Linked DNA regions of Mus musculus: regions 1, 2 and 3 are each linked to region 4. Evidence: chromatin contacts called from public HiChIP or PLAC-seq data. All regions are on one chromosome and are shown on one strand. Each heading gives the region's core, a stretch centred on a gene start, on an enhancer-like site or on the middle of the called end of the contact. The rest is flanking DNA. Distances are from core to core; before and after follow the strand shown. Region 1 overlaps Dnm3 (dynamin 3). Region 2 holds the start of 4930558K02Rik (RIKEN cDNA 4930558K02 gene). Region 3 overlaps Dnm3 (dynamin 3). Region 4 holds the start of Dnm3os (dynamin 3, opposite strand).

What was found. HiChIP or PLAC-seq counts read pairs in DNA pulled down with a chosen protein or histone mark.
Region 1: an H3K4me3 HiChIP or PLAC-seq map of embryonic limb bud shows a contact between it and region 4, with 8 times the contacts expected there. The contact joins the enhancer-like site here to the promoter of Dnm3os in region 4. A contact is called at or near these places in 12 of 39 promoter capture datasets (the 3T3-L1 cell line, 3T3-L1-derived adipocytes, the HPC-7 cell line and 6 more), 23 of 484 Hi-C or Micro-C datasets (the 3T3-L1 cell line, 3T3-L1-derived adipocytes, the C3H10T1/2 cell line and 13 more), 7 of 115 datasets of contacts at active chromatin or transcription factors (the NIH/3T3 cell line, cardiomyocytes, craniofacial prominence and 4 more) and 2 of 9 other capture datasets (embryonic tail and embryonic trunk).
Region 2: an H3K4me3 HiChIP or PLAC-seq map of embryonic limb bud shows a contact between it and region 4, with 8 times the contacts expected there. The contact joins the promoter of 4930558K02Rik here to the promoter of Dnm3os in region 4. A contact is called at or near these places in 17 of 39 promoter capture datasets (the 3T3-L1 cell line, the C10 cell line, the HPC-7 cell line and 10 more), 10 of 484 Hi-C or Micro-C datasets (the 3T3-L1 cell line, 3T3-L1-derived adipocytes, the NIH/3T3 cell line and 4 more), 9 of 115 datasets of contacts at active chromatin or transcription factors (bone marrow-derived macrophages, craniofacial prominence, embryonic limb bud and 6 more) and 3 of 9 other capture datasets (adipose tissue, embryonic stem cells and pancreatic islet).
Region 3: a contact with region 4 is called in an H3K4me3 HiChIP or PLAC-seq map of embryonic limb bud, with 5 times the contacts expected there. The contact joins the enhancer-like site here to the promoter of Dnm3os in region 4. A contact is called at or near these places in 10 of 39 promoter capture datasets (the 3T3-L1 cell line, the HPC-7 cell line, the SN4741 cell line and 6 more), 15 of 484 Hi-C or Micro-C datasets (the C2C12 cell line, the N1E-115 cell line, cranial neural crest and 6 more), 11 of 115 datasets of contacts at active chromatin or transcription factors (cardiomyocytes, craniofacial prominence, embryonic fibroblasts and 8 more) and 1 of 9 other capture datasets (embryonic stem cells).

What each region holds. Positions count from the first base shown.
Region 1 is chr1:162,075,324-162,078,085 of GRCm38.p6, forward strand. It overlaps Dnm3 (dynamin 3), which reads right to left. Exons shown (of 21, transcript NM_001038619.2): 17 at 452-463. Among named protein-coding and RNA genes, the nearest start is that of 2810442N19Rik, 72 kb to the left of the region's middle. RefSeq lists an enhancer at 1-2,237. Within about 2 kb of position 1,393, at least 99 of the 459 cell types and tissues checked have an H3K27ac peak or open chromatin away from gene starts, as enhancers often do. A contact at or near this core is called in 3T3-L1-derived adipocytes, the C3H10T1/2 cell line, the MC38 cell line and 10 more, where this site is marked.
Region 2 is chr1:161,978,349-161,981,048 of GRCm38.p6, forward strand. 4930558K02Rik (RIKEN cDNA 4930558K02 gene) reads right to left here and starts at 1,288. Exons shown (of 7, transcript NM_001204904.1): 1 at 1,138-1,288. The coding sequence starts at 1,158.
Region 3 is chr1:162,036,545-162,039,375 of GRCm38.p6, forward strand. All of the region lies in intron 17 of Dnm3 (dynamin 3), which reads right to left. Among named protein-coding and RNA genes, the nearest start is that of 2810442N19Rik, 33 kb to the left of the region's middle. Within about 2 kb of position 1,492, at least 166 of the 459 cell types and tissues checked have an H3K27ac peak or open chromatin away from gene starts, as enhancers often do. A contact at or near this core is called in the C2C12 cell line, the N1E-115 cell line, embryonic fibroblasts and 7 more, where this site is marked.
Region 4 is chr1:162,216,283-162,219,098 of GRCm38.p6, forward strand. Dnm3os (dynamin 3, opposite strand) reads left to right here and starts at 1,341. Exons shown (of 1, transcript NR_002870.2): 1 at 1,341-2,816. All of the region lies in intron 14 of Dnm3 (dynamin 3), which reads right to left. It overlaps Mir199a-2 (microRNA 199a-2), which reads left to right and starts at 1,532; the gene lies at 1,532-1,641.

The DNA.
Region 1 (2,762 bases), core at 143-2,642, 140 kb before region 4:
AACAAAGCCTGCCATACTGCCCTTTAAGGCTCCAGTTTGGAGGTTTTATAACTGCACAAGCTTTGATTTGGGGTCAGTTCTTCAGCTACACTGAGTTCCATCAGTTTGAGGAACCCTTCTGTGACAAATCCTTACCATTCCTTTGCTCAGAGTTGGTCTTTTTCTTTTGCGTGACCCCTCTGACATGTCCCATAACCAGCTCTGAAAACATAACTTATTTCCCTTCCAAGAAGGCCAAAACAGAGCAGCCACTGTGGCCATCCACACACATTTCCCCTGACATTTGCATTGCCCCATAGACTCCTTGGAATGGCCAGCAGAGGGTGGCTATCCCAAGATACATAGAATCACGTTTGTCAAGACAGCATGCAGGAGCAGAGGCTGGGCATGCAGGAGCAGGGGCCGGGGAGACAGGAAACACAGAAGAGCCGCACTAGGGCAGAGAACTTACTTTGTTGCTCCCCTGTGCATGCAGTCACAAGGAAGGGAAAAAAAAGTGAGAGAAATATGTTAAACACAAATTTATTTCAAAATTATGAGGTTTTTCCTTGCTGGATCGGAATCCGAATGAATAGCTGAACCCTTCGATAACTTCCCATTGTGTACATCCAGGGCTCAGGCCTGAGTCAGAGAATCCGTGTAGGTAGGGGGAGTGAAGTCCCGCGTTTACAACAGTGTGGCGATATCCCTCCATTGCTTTCTACTCAGAATACTTGGGCTATGGGAGCCAAGCCAGAAAGAATTGGTTTGAATCGGTAATAAGTGAACCGCTAGCATAAAAGGCAGAGAAGTCAGTGTGCTGGCTCGTCTTTCCTGACAGCCCTTCCTCCAACATGCCAAGCATGGAAAATTTCATCAGTCATTACTTTATTTTTTTTAAAACAAAACAAAACAAAACAAAACAAAACAAAACAAAACAAAAAACAACAAAACAAGCACTGCATTCTTGGTTTCAACGAAGGTGGAATTAAATTAGTTCTTTCTTTCTTTCTTTCTTTCTTTCTTTCTTTCTTTCTTTCTTTCTTTCTCTCTCTCTCTCTCTCTCTTTCCTTCCTTCCTTCCCTCCCTCCCTCCCTCCCTCCCTCCCTCCCTCCCTCCCTCCCTCCTTCCTTCCTTCCTTCCTTCTTTCCTTCCTTCTCAAAGAAAAGAAGCAAGTACTGAGGCATGGAGTGGGTGGTTTGGGACAACAGAGGAAGCAAACCCAAGTTATAGACTCCTTCTGAGCCTTTCTTTTCTTTGGTAAGTTATGAGTTTCTGTCTTGGGTTGGCATGGGAAGTCAAGACTGTAGAGTGGGGCTTTGGCCAAAATAAACAGTACTCCATAGTCAGCAACATGGGATCTGGAAAGGTTAGTCACAAAACCGTCATCAACATTTCTAAATGCAAATACTGTGTGTGTGGAGACAGGGCATCCAGGGGCGAGTGGCAGCCTGTGACTCTCCTGTTGCTAACCGAAGCTGGGAGAGCATGATTTACATCGAACAATTGAACTCACATATGGCCTAAGAAAATAAAACGGTGATTCATTGCTCCTAGAGCAGCCCGAGTCCTTGCAAGGTCAGTTCCTGTGGGGCAGACGTGGTGGGATGTGAGCCCGGAACGGATCTGAGTTTCTCCTCACAGGGGCCCAGAAGAAACGCCTTGCTGAGATGTGAGGTTTGCAGAGAGCTGTGAGGGAAGTGTGTGCATCAGAAGGAAAGCCTGGGGTAGGGGCCTGCCCTTTACATTTAGTTTGAGGATTTAAGGGGGAGGGGGAAACACACCAGGAAACATTCTGAGAGAGTGGGAAGGCGATGACCCCGGGAGAGGGTTTCCTTGAGTTCCATGCCTGCTGCTGACCTTAAGAAAACCACCTTTCCCAGGGACCATTTCAGCCATTGTATTTAACAAGGAAAATATAAAGGCATTGATAAAATCCTATAGAGAGGTTTCTTTAGCACTGGGCTGCCATAGTACAGCTGTTTGCACACTAGTTTATCAGATGCATAAATAATGACATAAGAATGAATGAAGTAAAAAACTAAACTAAACAAAACAAAACCCCAGAGGAATCCTTCCTAGAGGGGATGCCAACTGCTCAGTAAGACAGTAAAGACCCCACTGGGGAGGGATTTTACTATGGGTAAAAGACCATTTTCTAGAATAATGGGACCCTGGTTCTCCTAAGAAGAACAATATTGCTGGAAATACCTCAGACAGATGGAGTTTATTGCATTCCACAGCAGAGCAGCTTTTGATCTAGCAAATCAGTTTCAGGAGTTCAACCAAGTGTTTCTGGACACTCGGGGATGACTAGCTTCCCTGCGCAGTGGCAGATGGTGCGAGTAGCGGCAACAATGATGTCACTGTGTAGGATGCCCTGATCCTTAAATAAAAGACACAATGGAAGCAGAGAACATGGCGTGGCCTGGCCAGTTGCCGGTTCAGTCAGCCAGTTCCCAGTCATCTATTTGGTGACAGCCATGGATGGCAGTTCTGAGTGGTGGATAATGTTTTTATAATGTTCTCCACTACTCTTGTTGACAATAGCTTACGTCTGAATCCTTGAAAGTGTTTTTCCATGGAAGGGTAACTAAGACCTTTGGAATTGGACACACAGCTGCTCAAAGTTCTGGGAGAAACACTGCTGTAGTAGTGGTTGTAGTGGGGTATCAGACCCTCCCACTCCTACACAGACTGTTGGTTGCAAGGTTCTCCGTATATCCCTCAGTTTCTACCTGCTACAGGACCCTTCTGGCTGGCATACATCACCCCCTACCCTA
Region 2 (2,700 bases), core at 38-2,537, 240 kb before region 4:
TTTGCTTTTCAGTCATCTGTGTGTGTGTGTGCTGCACGTGTATGAGGCCAAGGCTCAATGTTGGCTGTCTTTTTCTCTCTCACACATTTTTATTTTATTTTTGGTTTTGGTTTTCTGTAGACCAGGCTGGCCTGGAACTCAGAGATTCTCCTCCTCTGCTTCCTGAGCACTGGGATTAAAGGTATGTGCCACCACCACTTTTTGGCTCTCACCTTCTTTTAAAGCAGGGTTCTCACCGATCTAGAGATTACTCGTTGGCTGGCCTGGCTGGCCTGCAAGATCCAGAGGTATTGCTGTTGCTGGTTCCTTCGTGCTGGGATTCTGGCCTTTTTTTTTTTTACCTGGGTTGTGAGGACTGGAAGTATGGTGGTCATGTTTACACAGCATCTCTCCTAGCCTCTGTTTTTTAGCAATCTTAACTCCCTGTGTGGTTCATCTAAAAACTGGATTTATAGTTGGGCAAGCATCCATCCTTATTTCTATCATCCTTATTTGTTGAGTTATAAGATACATATTGGCAAGGACAATATTATTTTCAGGCCATGAAAAGAAGGAGTGAGCCTTGGGGTCTATAACACTCATTAAAATGTCCTAGTCTGTACACACATAGCAGTGTTTTCCTCCTAGTCTTTGTTATGGTTTGAACAAGAAGTGTCCCTGCAGGCTCATGTGGGGATCCCATGCCTGGATGTCAGCTGGAATCTGAAGAAGTAATTGGACCTTGAGCTAATCCTTGATAGGTTCATAATTGATGGCCTTATTAGAAGGCGATGAATAGTAGGAGGGAGGGAATCGTGGGACATGCCATGGAAAGACATATGCTGCTACCTGTTCCTTCTCTTTGCCTCCTGGCCTCCACATTGGAAGATGAAAGTTGGAATAAAGAATTAATGAGTTAGCTGAGGAAGTGTATCTTATGAAACACCTACATACTATTAACAGTATAGACACATTAACAAGCCTTAGCATAGTTTAATGCTATCCTGCCTCAACTCAGGCCCAGAGCAATGGGTTCACCCAAGCTTGGACTGAAATCCTTTTTGTGTTTGCATATATGTTTCCAGAGGTTGACATACATTTATTTAGTGGTGAAACTCCAGAAGAACTATTGCTATTAGAAGTTCTAATTTTTCCTACCTTTAGCTCTCTTTTTTCCATCTCTCAGGTGTTCTCAGTTTTTTGAGCTGGGAACTGGAGAACACAGATACCTCTTTGTGCTGTCAAGGGGAGACTGCTACAGTACCTCTTGGTTAGGCACCAAAGCAGGTGGGAGACCCCTCCATACTTTCAACACCAGGATGCCTGTCTCCAACAGGCACTTGAATGACTTAGAATCTTGCAGCATGCATTAGGAATGAGAACTTTGGGTTTTGATTGGCTGGAATGCATCCCATTGTTCCTTTGTCCGAAGTCACAATTGCTACCTTCTAGAACATTAGGTCAAGGTTGGAACAAATGGATTAATGCTGGTCAAGAGCTCAGCTAGCTGCATCAGCACTTGAATCATTAATACTTTTTCCCTAGGAAGATGACCAAACCTTTTCTCTTATCATAACAATATGTGATAACTGCTTATTTGGTTATTTTGCAAGCTGCTTCTTATTCTATTGCTTCTCTGGTGCTCCTGCTGACTAAGATACTATTATAAATCCCAGCAACATCTAATACATAATGAGATGACTATGCAAGGAATAGTGTGGTTTTTAAAAGAATCTCTGACTCCTCTTGACTATCCTGAGTTATAGTTGATCTTGAAGACTGTCCTTTTGTCCATCCTGAATTATAGTCGATCTTGAAGACTGTAATACCTTTCCTCCTCTGTCACACATGGAGGATGAAGGGAGCTGTGAGGACAGAAAGCTAGAGATGGTTGAGGGAGAGTATATTATGAAGGAAATGAAAACCATATGCAGTAACCACAGGCCAGTGTATCATCATAGCATTTGCTTTTATTCCAGCTTCTTCTCTTTCCACCACAGACTCCCTGCTTTTTTCTTCTGTCTATAAAATAAGAGAACACACTTCAGGAGACTCAGGCCATTTCATTTTGATACAGTTGGAATTTTACTTTCTTCTCGTTCACTAGGTCAATTCCAATTCCAATTCCAATGTCCAAATTACGTAGATATCAGGTAAAAGTAAGTGTGCATTTCAATTTTGGACAAAGTGAAAAAAATACCAAGGACTTGAAGAAAGTTAGAAGCAAAAGCTTGCTTGCACTGGCAACACTTGGCTTTGCAAAGGGTTATAAATTAACCGTGGACTATTTATTGTGCCTGCAGGTGTAAGGATTTATCTAGTAAAGGATACTGTAAAATTCATGGGACTGGAAAGATGGTTCAGTGTCCAACAGTATTTGCTGTAGGAACACGAGAACATGAGGTCCTATCTCAGCACCCATGTAAAGAGCCGAGTATGGTCACATGCTTGTGTGGAACTTCAGTGCCGTGTAGAGCAGAGAGAGGAGGAGCCTCCAGCCTTGTTGGCCACCAGCCTAGCTCCAAGTTCAGTGAGAAACTCTGACTGAAAGGAATAAGGTGGAGAGTGATAGGACGGGATATTAGGATGTCCTCTGGCCTCTGAGAGTTCACACACAGATGCTACACATACATACACACATACACACACACATAATTATCAAATGATGTAAGGGAAAGGCAAAAGGAGCAGTGTCTATATTATTTCACACCAGTTCAGTCA
Region 3 (2,831 bases), core at 242-2,741, 180 kb before region 4:
GAATTATGAGATGAGGACAGATTGGCTGAAGTAAGTAGGGCAGAAAGCGAGCCAGGTGTCTGAGGTACTGCAGACTACCTTAAATCCATAGCGTAGTTAAAACAGGCGGGCAGAGGCCGGCATTGCAGGGCCAGGAGGGAGGTGGTGTTCCTCTGCACAATGGCTTGGTTGTTCTCCTGCCCAGACCCGGCCAGGGGTCCCTGCTTCCTGTTTGGGGCTCCACAGCTCAAAAGAAAGGGAGAGCTCAAATGTTTAGCAGATAGCAAGAAAAACAACAGAACACCAAAAGCAGAACCCATGGGGAAAATAAGGCAAATTTAGGTATTTTTTTTGTTTACAATTAGATACTTATTTCATTTGAGAATATGCAGAACCCTATGTCTTAAAACGAAAACAAAGAGGATTTTCCAGGGCTGACAATCATTAGTAAGACTGGAGACAGAAAATGATGTCTCTTATTTTTTATTTTTGTTGTTGTTTTTATTTCTGAAATAATTTGGGGTTTATCTTTGAACATGCCTCCCTGGACTAGAAATGAGGCCAAATGAGTTATTTGCTCTGAAGCACGTGGTCCTTTTGCTCTAGGTCAAAGGATGAAAGATGACATAAACACCTTACAAAAGAAGGGGGCTGACTATGGTAATGCTAATATGTACCCTATTTTTTTTTAAGTATAAAGTTTTTAAAACATTGATGTCTATGGGCTGTAGGGTGGACTGAAGTATCAGTTGCGTGCCCCACCCCCATCATAGTATAAAGTTGGTTATAGGAAAGTCTTGTTCTTTAATGGCAAATAGGGCAAAGGTTATATGCGGCAGGCATGTAGCCCCGTAGAGTGTGCAGGGTGCAGGTTGGGCTGTAAAACTGCTCATTAAATTGTCCTGTTCTGAAGCAGAAGCAAATACATGAGCTCAGGGAGGAAAGCCACAGAAACTGTCTAGAAATATTTCCGTGAAAGACTGTGCAAATAGCTCTCCCTGGTCATGAAAAATGCAGTTGCTGATATACAAATAGCTTCACTTAAAAGACTTAAATACCTTCCCTGCAATGCTGTCTTTGACTGACTGCCAAGAACTACCTAATGCTGTTCTTTTTTTATTTTCTCTTTAAATTTTTCTGAATAGACTGTATGGTGCATACAAAATGAAGATGGCACGTACACTAGAAGTTACTGAAAGAGCACGAGAAGGAATCTAGTTACTGACTCTCCATCCCAAACCCCTCTTTAAAGTTCCTGAGTTTTGTACTTGTTTTGAATGTCAACCCAAATAATAGAAAAGGTGGGGGGGGCAGGGAGAGGCATTTAACAATTGGTTGGGCGATGATTGTCCACACTTCAGTATTTTAGTGAACAGAAAGTGGAGAAGGAAGAATTCAAAGCTAATAATAGTAATGGCTTGCTGGCTAAATAATGAGCAGCAGGAGGACTTCTAAGAAGGCAGTTAGCCCCAGAGCGATTCAGACAGACTTGCTTACACAACGGCTGGCTGCTCTAGGAGGAAGCAAGCCAAAACCAACATCAACACCCAGCAGCGCCAGTTGCTCACAGGAGGAGTGTGTAGCGGGATGCTGATGAAGTGCATTGTGGGAATGAATGAGAAGTCAAGACCCCTATCTCGCTTTTAATGGGAATCTTGTGATGCCCCAGACCCTGTCTGAGCCGTACAAGGGGCACCCTGCTGGACTCTGCTTGGGCCCCGTGATTAATGGGAGTGACAGGAGGCCAGGCTTGTCTAGAAAATTGACTGTGGATGAAAGCAGTAGGCAGTGAATCATGCGCCCTGAGTTCGACCCCCACTGCTCTGTCTGGGGTCTCTTTCACCATTTCCGCAGTATGTGTTGGGGTTGGGTTGGGATGAGGGACCCAACAAGGATATGAGTGTGGAAATTCTTATTTATTTATTTATTTATTTATTTATTTATTTATTTATTTTTATAGCAAAGAAAGAACTGCAGATGGTTCAACTCCGTTCTCACTCCCAAGACTTGTGTTATCTTATAAAGGCAGTCTGGAGCTGCTTGTGAGAAACCGTGAATCAAAGTGAGAGAGACTCCCTGTTAGAAGCAAGGCTGGAAGGTGACAGGGGAGGGAACTGCCTGAGAATCATACAGACATTTGGCCAGAATAAAACTACAGAGCTGTCTTACAACGCTAAACCCAGTCACATCCTGTGAGATAGCTTGGACCGTGCTGAATGCGTCTTGCCAGTCAAGCTCCTTTTTCCAGAGTTTACTACAAAAAGCATTTCCTCATTCCCCCAGCTGTGAACAAACAAAACCAAATGAAACAAAATGAAACAAAACAAAACAATCATCTTGGCTCTTTCCCCCTCCCCCCCTTCTCACTGGCCCCTAAAACATTTCATTCAGGAATAATCATTTCTTTTGTGTTAATAGATTTTTAAAAGTTGGTATCTTCCTTCTAAAGTGGCAGTTGACAGTTTGACCGCTTCCTGCTTTACTAGCCCTTTTACTCTGCAATCCATACATTTATCCCCTTAACATGGTACATGCTGCAGTGTGGCACGGGAGCTCAATGAAATACATTGTACATGGAACTCGGTCCTGAGACAGAAACACTAGCTCCAACAGGGTAGTATTCACATGCTTTTTAAAGTGGCTCGGCAGAGAGTTAGGATGGTGGTTAGGCGCCAGCCCCAGGGTGTGGCTCTCTGGGACTCTGAGCAGCGAATAACTACTCATGCAAACGTTGGAGTTCAAGAATTTACAACTGGCAGAGCTGTTCATATGAGCCACTGGCTGACACGGGTCTGGCTCAAGGAAATGTCCCACTTTCACTTCTGAGGGTCCCCTTCTCTCTCTGTGATTGG
Region 4 (2,816 bases), core at 91-2,590:
GCATTTTGAAACAGCCAATATAGATTTGTACATCTCAAAAGTGTCATAGAAGGCAGGTACAAATAAGTTGTTCGGGCTCTAATTCTTACAAAAATACTATAGCCCTTCATCCTGTGAGTTAGATTTAGAAAATCTCCCACATTGTGACCTCTACAAGGCCAATTGATAAAGCTCTTATTTGAGACAAAAATCTAATATCAATCAGAATACAGTGGAAAACAAGTTAGGGGACCTCATGTTCACAACATTCAACAGCCTACATAATTTGAAACAGTTAACAACTGGGACAGAGGACTAGAGGCCAAGCGAGCTGAGAGTTTGTAAGTGGTCAAGCTTCACTGGGCCAGTTTCAACAGATTTACTTAACCAGAGATAAACCTCATCATCAGAACACCATGTAAACAAAACAAAAGTATTCAAACAGAATTGGGAGTAGCCAGCAGGATAAAACAATGCTGTCCTTAACCGTGTGGCTCTACCAGAGGGAAATGTTCAGAAAAGAGCGGTACAGCAGTGTGGGTGCTTGAAGTCTAAACTTTTTAACATTTCCTTAGGTAAGGCTATAGAACGGCATGCAGAGAGCCAGCCAAGAGAGCTGAGGGAGGGAGACGAGGAAGGCCACATATGGAACTAATTACTCATGGAGAGGCCATGACAAAGAGCATTTCTCCAGACTTTTCATGGGGGCTTCACTTTCAGGAAGTTGCTGTAATTACTGCTCAAGTCTAGAGCAGCCTGCAAGCTGCTGACAGGTCCAGCAGAAAAGGAGGAGGAGGAGGAGGAGGAGGAGGAGGAGGAGGAGGAGGAGGAGGAGGAGGAGGGAGAAGGGGGAAGAGGAGGAAAAGAAAGGGGGGAGCCCCAACTTATCTGACCTCACTAAGGAGTAAAATACAAGAAAACAAAGTATCGCAGGAAAGTTAAAAAAAAAAAAAAAGGCCTCGAAGTTTGCCTGCTTAACAGTGTTTGACTTTCTGCTTACTGCTTTGTCATCTTTCTATCTTTAAATTACTTCTTCAGCCCAGATCAGGCAACAAATTTGTACTTCTACTCTCAACTCACTTTCGGTTGGCCACAGCAGAACTGTACATCTTGCCTTTTTTTTTTTTTTTTACAGCTTTTCCATACTGGGGCCCCACTTCCTGCCCAGTTGAGGGAAAAAATCTGGCCTGAAGATGAAATGACTGCTTAACATTACACGAAAACATCTGGTACCATTTTATGCACAGACCCATGTCTGAGAGCAGGCGATTCTAGCGGTCTCTCCAGCGGCACAGCGCATACCCAAACCTCCCCAGGGTGACATCATCCCATATATGGACTCTCCAGCCCAGCCCTCCCCCTTTTCCTGGTCCTAAATTCATTGCCAGTTCCCTAGTCTGCTGCAAATGTGCCACGTCAAGACTGGAAATCACAGCCCTTTAGTGTGTCTCAGTCGATGCAGCAGACAGGGTTCAGGGGGGAAGCTGAACAAGCCCCTGGTGCAGGAAGACAGGCTCTCCCCAGCCCCGGGACAGGATTTTCCACACACCGATGGAAGCTTCAGGAGATCCTGCTCCGTCGCCCCAGTGTTCAGACTACCTGTTCAGGACAATGCCGTTGTACAGTAGTCTGCACATTGGTTAGACTGGGCAAGGGCCAGCAACGCCATGGACGGCTGGGGACACAATGTGCTGCTTCCAAGGAGAGGACAGCTGGGTGCTCCTTTGTTGAATCTCATATCCAGTGTTTCTCTTCACAGGTTTTGCAAACTAGGGACCAAGAAGCCCTCAGGGACTCTGCCAGGGGAGAGGACTGCTCCAGGGAAGACCAGCGGGTAAGGCCTCTGGGATTGCGTACCTGGTCTGTGATTGGGGAACTAGATAGAGATCCCATCACCTGTGTGAAGACGCTGGAGACACTGAGCTAAGGGACAGATAACCGTGAACTTAACTTTCAAAAGAGCAAGGTCGTATGGTAAATTGTGATTTTCTGTGTGTTTTTTATAAGTCTAAATGTTGATCGTTCAAATGCTTTCTTAAATGTAAGGGTCTTCCGCTTCAAAATAAAAGGTGGGGAAAAAAACCTCACTCCAGACAAGTAGCAAAAACTGAACGAGACTTAGTTTTGAATGGTTGAAACTGATAATTCAGAGACTTAAACTCGAGCATGGATGAGCTATGTATGCAACCTCTAACACTCCAGGAATGAATGCATTTTGCCCTAAAGGAAAAAAATGCAATTTTCAAAACTCTTGTATGAACAGGGAGCTTTTCTGTTTATCTATATAATAGAAACACCAGAAATAATAGTACCTAACGATAAGAAGCAGTCTAGTCTTTTGTTTTTTGCTTTTTTGTTTTGTTATTTTACTATCAGACAATGCAAACGCACTTAGCCAGAGATGAGGGCCCAAGTGCCAAACCCACATCTTACTGACTCAGCAACTTAGCAGGCCAGGGGAATAGCGCTCTGTCTTTAGTGGGCTCACTAGATAACATTGAAATTGTTCTTCTAAAATCCAAGAATGGCTGATACTTGCTGGTCAGCTGAGCCTGCTGGCCCATCTTTTTTTTTTTTTTTTTTTTTTTTTTTAACAAGGCTCTCACTTGTCCTGGGCCTTTGAAATGATAAGGCACGTTGTCTAAAAAGATGCTGATAAAACAGGAATTTGTAAACGAAGGCAAAAGTTTTCTTTGGTCAGTTTCCAGCTGTCCTGGAGGTGAAGGAGAGTGGGGGAGGTAGGCAGACTGGAAGCAAGAAAACTTCCTCTGGCTGAATGAAATACTGAAAGAGAAAATACTAGAAGAATCTGGGTCACTAAGTAAGCTGGGAGGTTT